Linked DNA regions of Mus musculus: region 1 is linked to region 2. Evidence: chromatin contacts called from public HiChIP or PLAC-seq data. All regions are on one chromosome and are shown on one strand. The core of a region is the stretch at or near the end of the contact, and the rest is flanking DNA. Distances in the headings are between cores, read along the strand shown. Region 1 overlaps Mecom (MDS1 and EVI1 complex locus). Region 2 overlaps Mecom (MDS1 and EVI1 complex locus).

The links. HiChIP or PLAC-seq counts read pairs in DNA pulled down with a chosen protein or histone mark.
Region 1: an H3K27ac HiChIP or PLAC-seq map of heart atrium shows a contact between it and region 2, with 5 read pairs. The contact joins two enhancer-like sites. A contact is called at or near these places in 1 of 39 promoter capture datasets (stem cell-derived epiblast-like cells), 1 of 484 Hi-C or Micro-C datasets (the 3T3-L1 cell line), 2 of 115 datasets of contacts at active chromatin or transcription factors (heart atrium and pancreatic cancer cells) and 2 of 9 other capture datasets (adipose tissue and liver).

What each region holds. Positions count from the first base shown.
Region 1 is chr3:30,245,254-30,247,953 of GRCm38.p6, reverse strand. The region is part of intron 1 of Mecom (MDS1 and EVI1 complex locus); the gene reads left to right. Among named protein-coding and RNA genes, the nearest start is that of Mecomos, 230 kb to the right of the region's middle. Within about 2 kb of position 1,268, at least 51 of the 459 cell types and tissues checked have an H3K27ac peak or open chromatin away from gene starts, as enhancers often do. A contact at or near this core is called in heart atrium and pancreatic cancer cells, where this site is marked.
Region 2 is chr3:30,120,019-30,122,720 of GRCm38.p6, reverse strand. All of the region lies in intron 2 of Mecom (MDS1 and EVI1 complex locus), which reads left to right. Among named protein-coding and RNA genes, the nearest start is that of Mecomos, 100 kb to the right of the region's middle. Within about 2 kb of position 1,385, at least 36 of the 459 cell types and tissues checked have an H3K27ac peak or open chromatin away from gene starts, as enhancers often do. A contact at or near this core is called in heart atrium and pancreatic cancer cells, where this site is marked.

The sequences.
Region 1 (2,700 bases), core at 19-2,518, 130 kb before region 2:
GTTTTAAAAAATGAATAATGTTTTCTGAAATTAAACAAACAAAAAAAAACCCCAAAGTTTTCCTTTATGTTTTCAGTCACATTCCATCCCCACAATTTTGAACGATTTCACATTTCACATGATGGGGTGGGTGTCGGAAAACTCAATCCGCAGCCCTTTAGAGGGTAGAATGGGCCGGCAGATTGTGCTCGTTGGCAACATCTAGACTTGTTTTTAACAGCAGAGATATGGTATTTACAATGGAGCAGAGTTTGATCTTACTGGAGGGACCTTCCTCATCATGTTACCTCAGGACACAAATCACTGTTGTCCTTTTATTAACAAACCTGTGATAACAAGGATCAACTTCTCATTTAAAAAAAAAAAAAAAAAAACAAAACAAGACCAAAAACAGAACAGAAAAAGACTTCCCTGAGTTTGAGAGTCTAAGGAAATTTTGTTCTTTGGGGTACTCTCTGCTTCCTTTCCAGCCGAGTGTGGCGCTGTGGATGTTTAATTGCCCGCTTGCATTCCTCTTTCTCAGCAAGCCACAACCCCCTCTTCTGCCAGCCATGCATAAGTATTTTCTTTTCCTTATGCAGGACTCCTGGCTGGAAGAAAGTTCTTCTGTGTTGTAGCTGTAGGGAAGGTCTCCATGAGCTCTTCTGTGGAATGGACCTGAGCTCACGCAAGCTCCTTACTCATGTCTCAGACAGCGCAGTCTGGCTTAAGCACGAAGTGAGGCTCTCAGGGTCCTTTACTTCCTCCCGATCGCCATCTTCCAGGAAGGTTTTGCCTTTCCTCTTCTGGGAACAGTCTGATTCTCTTCTCTCAGTATATACTATTCTTCAGTGTCCTTGCGAGGGAAGTCATGGCTGGACTTTTTCCTTCAGTGTTTAGCTCCCCTTCTGAGACAAGGCGGTAGTACTTCTGGCAAGAGCCACCAAGCCACACTTAGATAACCCTCATAAAGAGACTGCGGCTCTCAGGTCCCACGCAGAACCCAGTGAAGCACATCCGTGGTCAAAGAGACCAGTCGTTCCCCATTAGTGACAGCGCATTAATGCTCCAGCATGTCTCAGCCACCTTTAAACGGTCTTGGTAAAGAAGCCAATCAGATCACTTCTTAACATGCTTTCCTCTGAAACCACCGTCAACAACATAAACAAATTAGCTATAGTAAACCACACATTCTGCCCACACAGAAACCACAGCCCTCACCAGAGGGCAGTGTACTTAATGTGAGAATAACAGCCCAGCTTTATAAGCCTCCACTGGGAATAAATTCCAGTTGCACTGGCTAGAGCAGGGCTGGGGAGCCAGAGCACGCTCTCGCCTAGGTTACGGATTGTGGGAGAGCCAATCGATTCTCAAAGTGTCTTTCCAGGAAATACATTTTCTAAGCTTTTGGCATGCCCAGTTTGGCAGTTCTCCAGCTTTCATTATGGGGATCTGCTATGGCTTCAGTGGAATGGTCCCAGACACAAACTGGCCCAACTCGCTAGCTCTTCCTCTCAGGTGGCTCCAGGGTTCAGAGGAGTTACCGGGTGGAAACCTCAAGGCAACTGCCTTTTTCATGGCCACTTTCCCAAGTTTATGATCCTCCATCTTGACCCCTGGGGAGTTGTGAAATATTCTCTATACCTTCCTCATGCTGATATACTTCCTTTCTTGACAATGGCTAGTCCTTAACCATCCAGTCCAGCCCTAAACCAGTGTGTTCCGTCATCAGTAAATTCCTGCCTGTGATAGTGTTTTCTTAAATACCTGTTTAAACAGTGATTTAGATAAGAGTGTCCCATTTGTGTGCAGCAGGAAATGCCTGCCTTCTTTTAGATATGCTGGCAAATAATTGCTGTAGATAGGGCCTGAACGCTGAAAGGCCGTACTCTGCTCACTGCAGATGCCTGAGAAGCGACCTGCCAGTAAGCTGTGATGTAAATACCGGCATTTCTATTCTACTTTAAATGGATTGGAAGCAAAGCCACTTTGGGGATATAAAAGGCTTATGAAAAAAAGCCAGTAGGTCAGAGGTTGCCAAAAATCTCTTAAAATTTTGTAGTGCTAAAAGAGAGTTCAGGCAAATGTTGCATTGTGAAAGGAATACAGACGGGCATGTAAGGAGTCTGGTCCTACCAGGCCTTCCAGTATAGACTGGTGACTAGGCTCACCAACAACAAAATATACCAAACATTAACCAGGTCATGCTTTCCCTCTAGGCCTTACCCACAGAACGTTAGTGTCTCTATTTTGTTTTCTTGGATTCTGTAAATAGATGCCAAAAGGCTCTAGCAATTTCTTTCCATCGCCATTTAAGAGAAGCTTAGCAAGGCCTATACCATAATATGAGAAATATATTTATGTATATATTTGCTATTTGTTTTCAATTCCTATTGTACTCTTGGCCCTGTCTGTTGCTACCTCTCCCAACCCTCTCTCATTCTGGATCTTTCTGACAGCAGACTAATGAAGTGCTTTGAATACTGTCAGGTAGCAAGGCCCAGAGGGAAGAAATGGATTAGGTCAGAACAAGGAAGCTAACTGAAACACTGAGAGTCAAAGGAGCTTGAAAGACCATTAGGAAAATTCCACATGCCAAGCCATGTCAGCAGGCTAGGGCACAAATATGCCATAGAGACTCAGATGTCACACACATGGACCAGAGTTGAAACATGACGAGTGTTTGCCTTTCACCCTTTTCTGGGATCATGGTGCTTTGAA
Region 2 (2,702 bases), core at 136-2,635:
CCGAGAAGGAGCCAGGAAGTCTTCAACTCAGGGCTTAGAACAAGGATGGCTAAGCCACCTTTAATGAGACAGGTCACTCAGAAGTTAGAATAGCTGTATCAGTATGTGGTCACATGTAACTTTTTAAAATAATACTTTTGAAGTTATCACATTGTTTTCCCTTTCCTCCCTCTAATTCCTCCCATGCACCTCTCTTGTTAATCTCAAAGTCGTGGCTTCTTTAATTGTCATTATTCTCTCCCTCTTGCTCTCTCCTTCTCTCTCTCTTCTTTTCTCTTTCTTTTCTCTCTCTCCCTCCTCTCTCTCATAAACACACACACGCACGCACACACACACACACACACACACACACACACACACACACACACACACTCACATATATATATACTACATCCTCAAATCCATATAATGTTACCCGTATACCTAAATGTATATGACATCATGGCCAACCACTTTGTATCAAATGTTCAACTGAAGGAGTCTTCCTGGAGGAAGACTGTATCTGCCACTCAGAATTGTGCAGTTGCCCATAATTGTCTAAGTTGAGGACCTGTTCGATTCCTCCCGTCTACACTAGCTTGTCTATTGATGGCATCACTGTTCAAGTCTTGCCTAGGCAGCCATGTTGATGAGACTTCATGAGATTAGCAACCATCTGCATGAGTTGAATAACTGGCCTCACAACTTTGGGTTTTACTTTCAAACTATAAACACATAGTTTCTTTATAAGTAAATAAACCCTGACACACCTTCAACTATTAATTATGCATTTCAGAATCATTGTATATTTTGTTCCAATATATTTGTCACACTTATTTCTCTGAAATTTATTCATTCATAGATGAGTACTCCATCTGATAGTTGGGATGTAGGATAGTTATTTTCTTGTAGAAAATATATCAAGCTTAGCTTACATTGGCATACACTCTATTGGCTACATCTCTGATGGAAGTGGAAGCATTTGTCCACAAAATTTACTTGGTTGTTGAGAAAGGCCAGAATATTATGTGACAGAAGAGGCAGAGGGAATAATATAAATAGTCAAGATTTCTCCAGAGAAGTGACCATTTTTCCCTCCTTGGTTGAGTTGCTGTTGCTCTAGCTTTAGAAGAACCAGAATCTAAGACTCAGGTCTACCCAGAACTTTAGGATTTTCTTCAAGCCTTGAATAAAAATATGAAGACTGAATAGTTGCCTAGCTTCACTGTACAAGTCCAGAATGAACTGTCACACTGACATAAATATAGAGCCGCACCAGGACATTGATCAACATTTGCAGAGATTTTTCAGTTTAGATGCCAACCATTTAAAATTATCCTGGCAGAAGAGAAGGATACACTCAATGTTTTCTGGAAGAAACATGCAAATTACCTCATTCTTAAACCTTCCCTAGAGGCCATCATTATTTTTTATCCCATTCCCAGATATTACTCACAAAGTGAAAAAGGATGACCAGTTTCTTCAAATACTTTCGACACACTTTGGTGTTTATAATGTCTATTAGATCATTAACAAATTCCAGGTACATTTGACAAGGGCATTCTATTTCTCCAGCATTCTTCTTCCTCTTCTTCTTTCTTCATGGGTATCATTTTAATTCTATTTAGAACTAACTCTAAGATTAGAAACACCCTGAATTCCCATTTACGGGCCCCTTATGAGTCAGTTTCTCTGGTGCATGATCTTCGTGCTGGCTGTCTCTCTGGAAGTGTGTCATCACGTTCTTCGTGTTTGCTCAGCTCCAGCTTTGCTGCACAAGGACTTTCTTTTCCAGAGAATCAGTATCCCTGCCTCGTGAAAATCTGGAAATGGCTCTAGGCCTGCTCTGCAAGTACTAGGATGCTGGGAAGTCACAGATCCTGGCCTCAATCTCTACATCAGCAAAATCATGACAAGTGGGTACCAGAAAGTGGGAGCACGAAATCTAGATACACTCTCCCATCTTTCCTGCCTGTTCATCATTTCTCATTACTGAATTACTGCCACATAGACCCCCTTGCTCTACTGTGTATGATGGGGGGAGAGAGGGAGGGAGGGAGGGAGGGAGGGGAGAGAGGGAGGGAGGGATAAAGGAAGGAAGGAAAAGAGGGAGAGAAAAAGAGAGACAGAGAAACAGAAAGCAAGAGAGAGTGAGAGAGCAAGAAGAGAGCGAGCAAGGAGAGAGAGACAGAGACAGAGACAAGGGGGAAGAGGGGAGAGGGGAGAGAAGGGAGAAGGGAGAGAAGGGAGAGGGGAGAGAAGGGAGAGGGGAGAGGGGAGAGGGGAGAGGGAGAGAGAAGAAAGCTAGAGAGAGCACTCCTTGCCACAGGGCACTTGTGGGGACTAGAGCACACTTTTCAGGAGTTAGTCTTCTTCTTCCATGTGGTTTTGGAAGCAGCATCTCTCTCACTATTTCTGTTCCTGTGCTTTCTTCTTCAGGAGATCTGCTCTGTACCTTCCAGCCAATTATGTCTACACTTACACGCACACATAGGAGTGCTGGGGTGGCAAGTATGCCTCCCCTCTACTGCAGACAGCTTTTTAAAAGTAGGGTTGGGATCAAACTGAAGTAGTGGTGCTTGTCCCGCATCTACCTGTACCCACAGAACCGTCTCACTAGCTCTGTGTACTACATCTTTCCCTGCTGATAGCTAAACATATATGTTAGATCCAGGCAAAACATTTTGATGCCAACACTGAGCAACTCCCTGGGAGAAAATGGT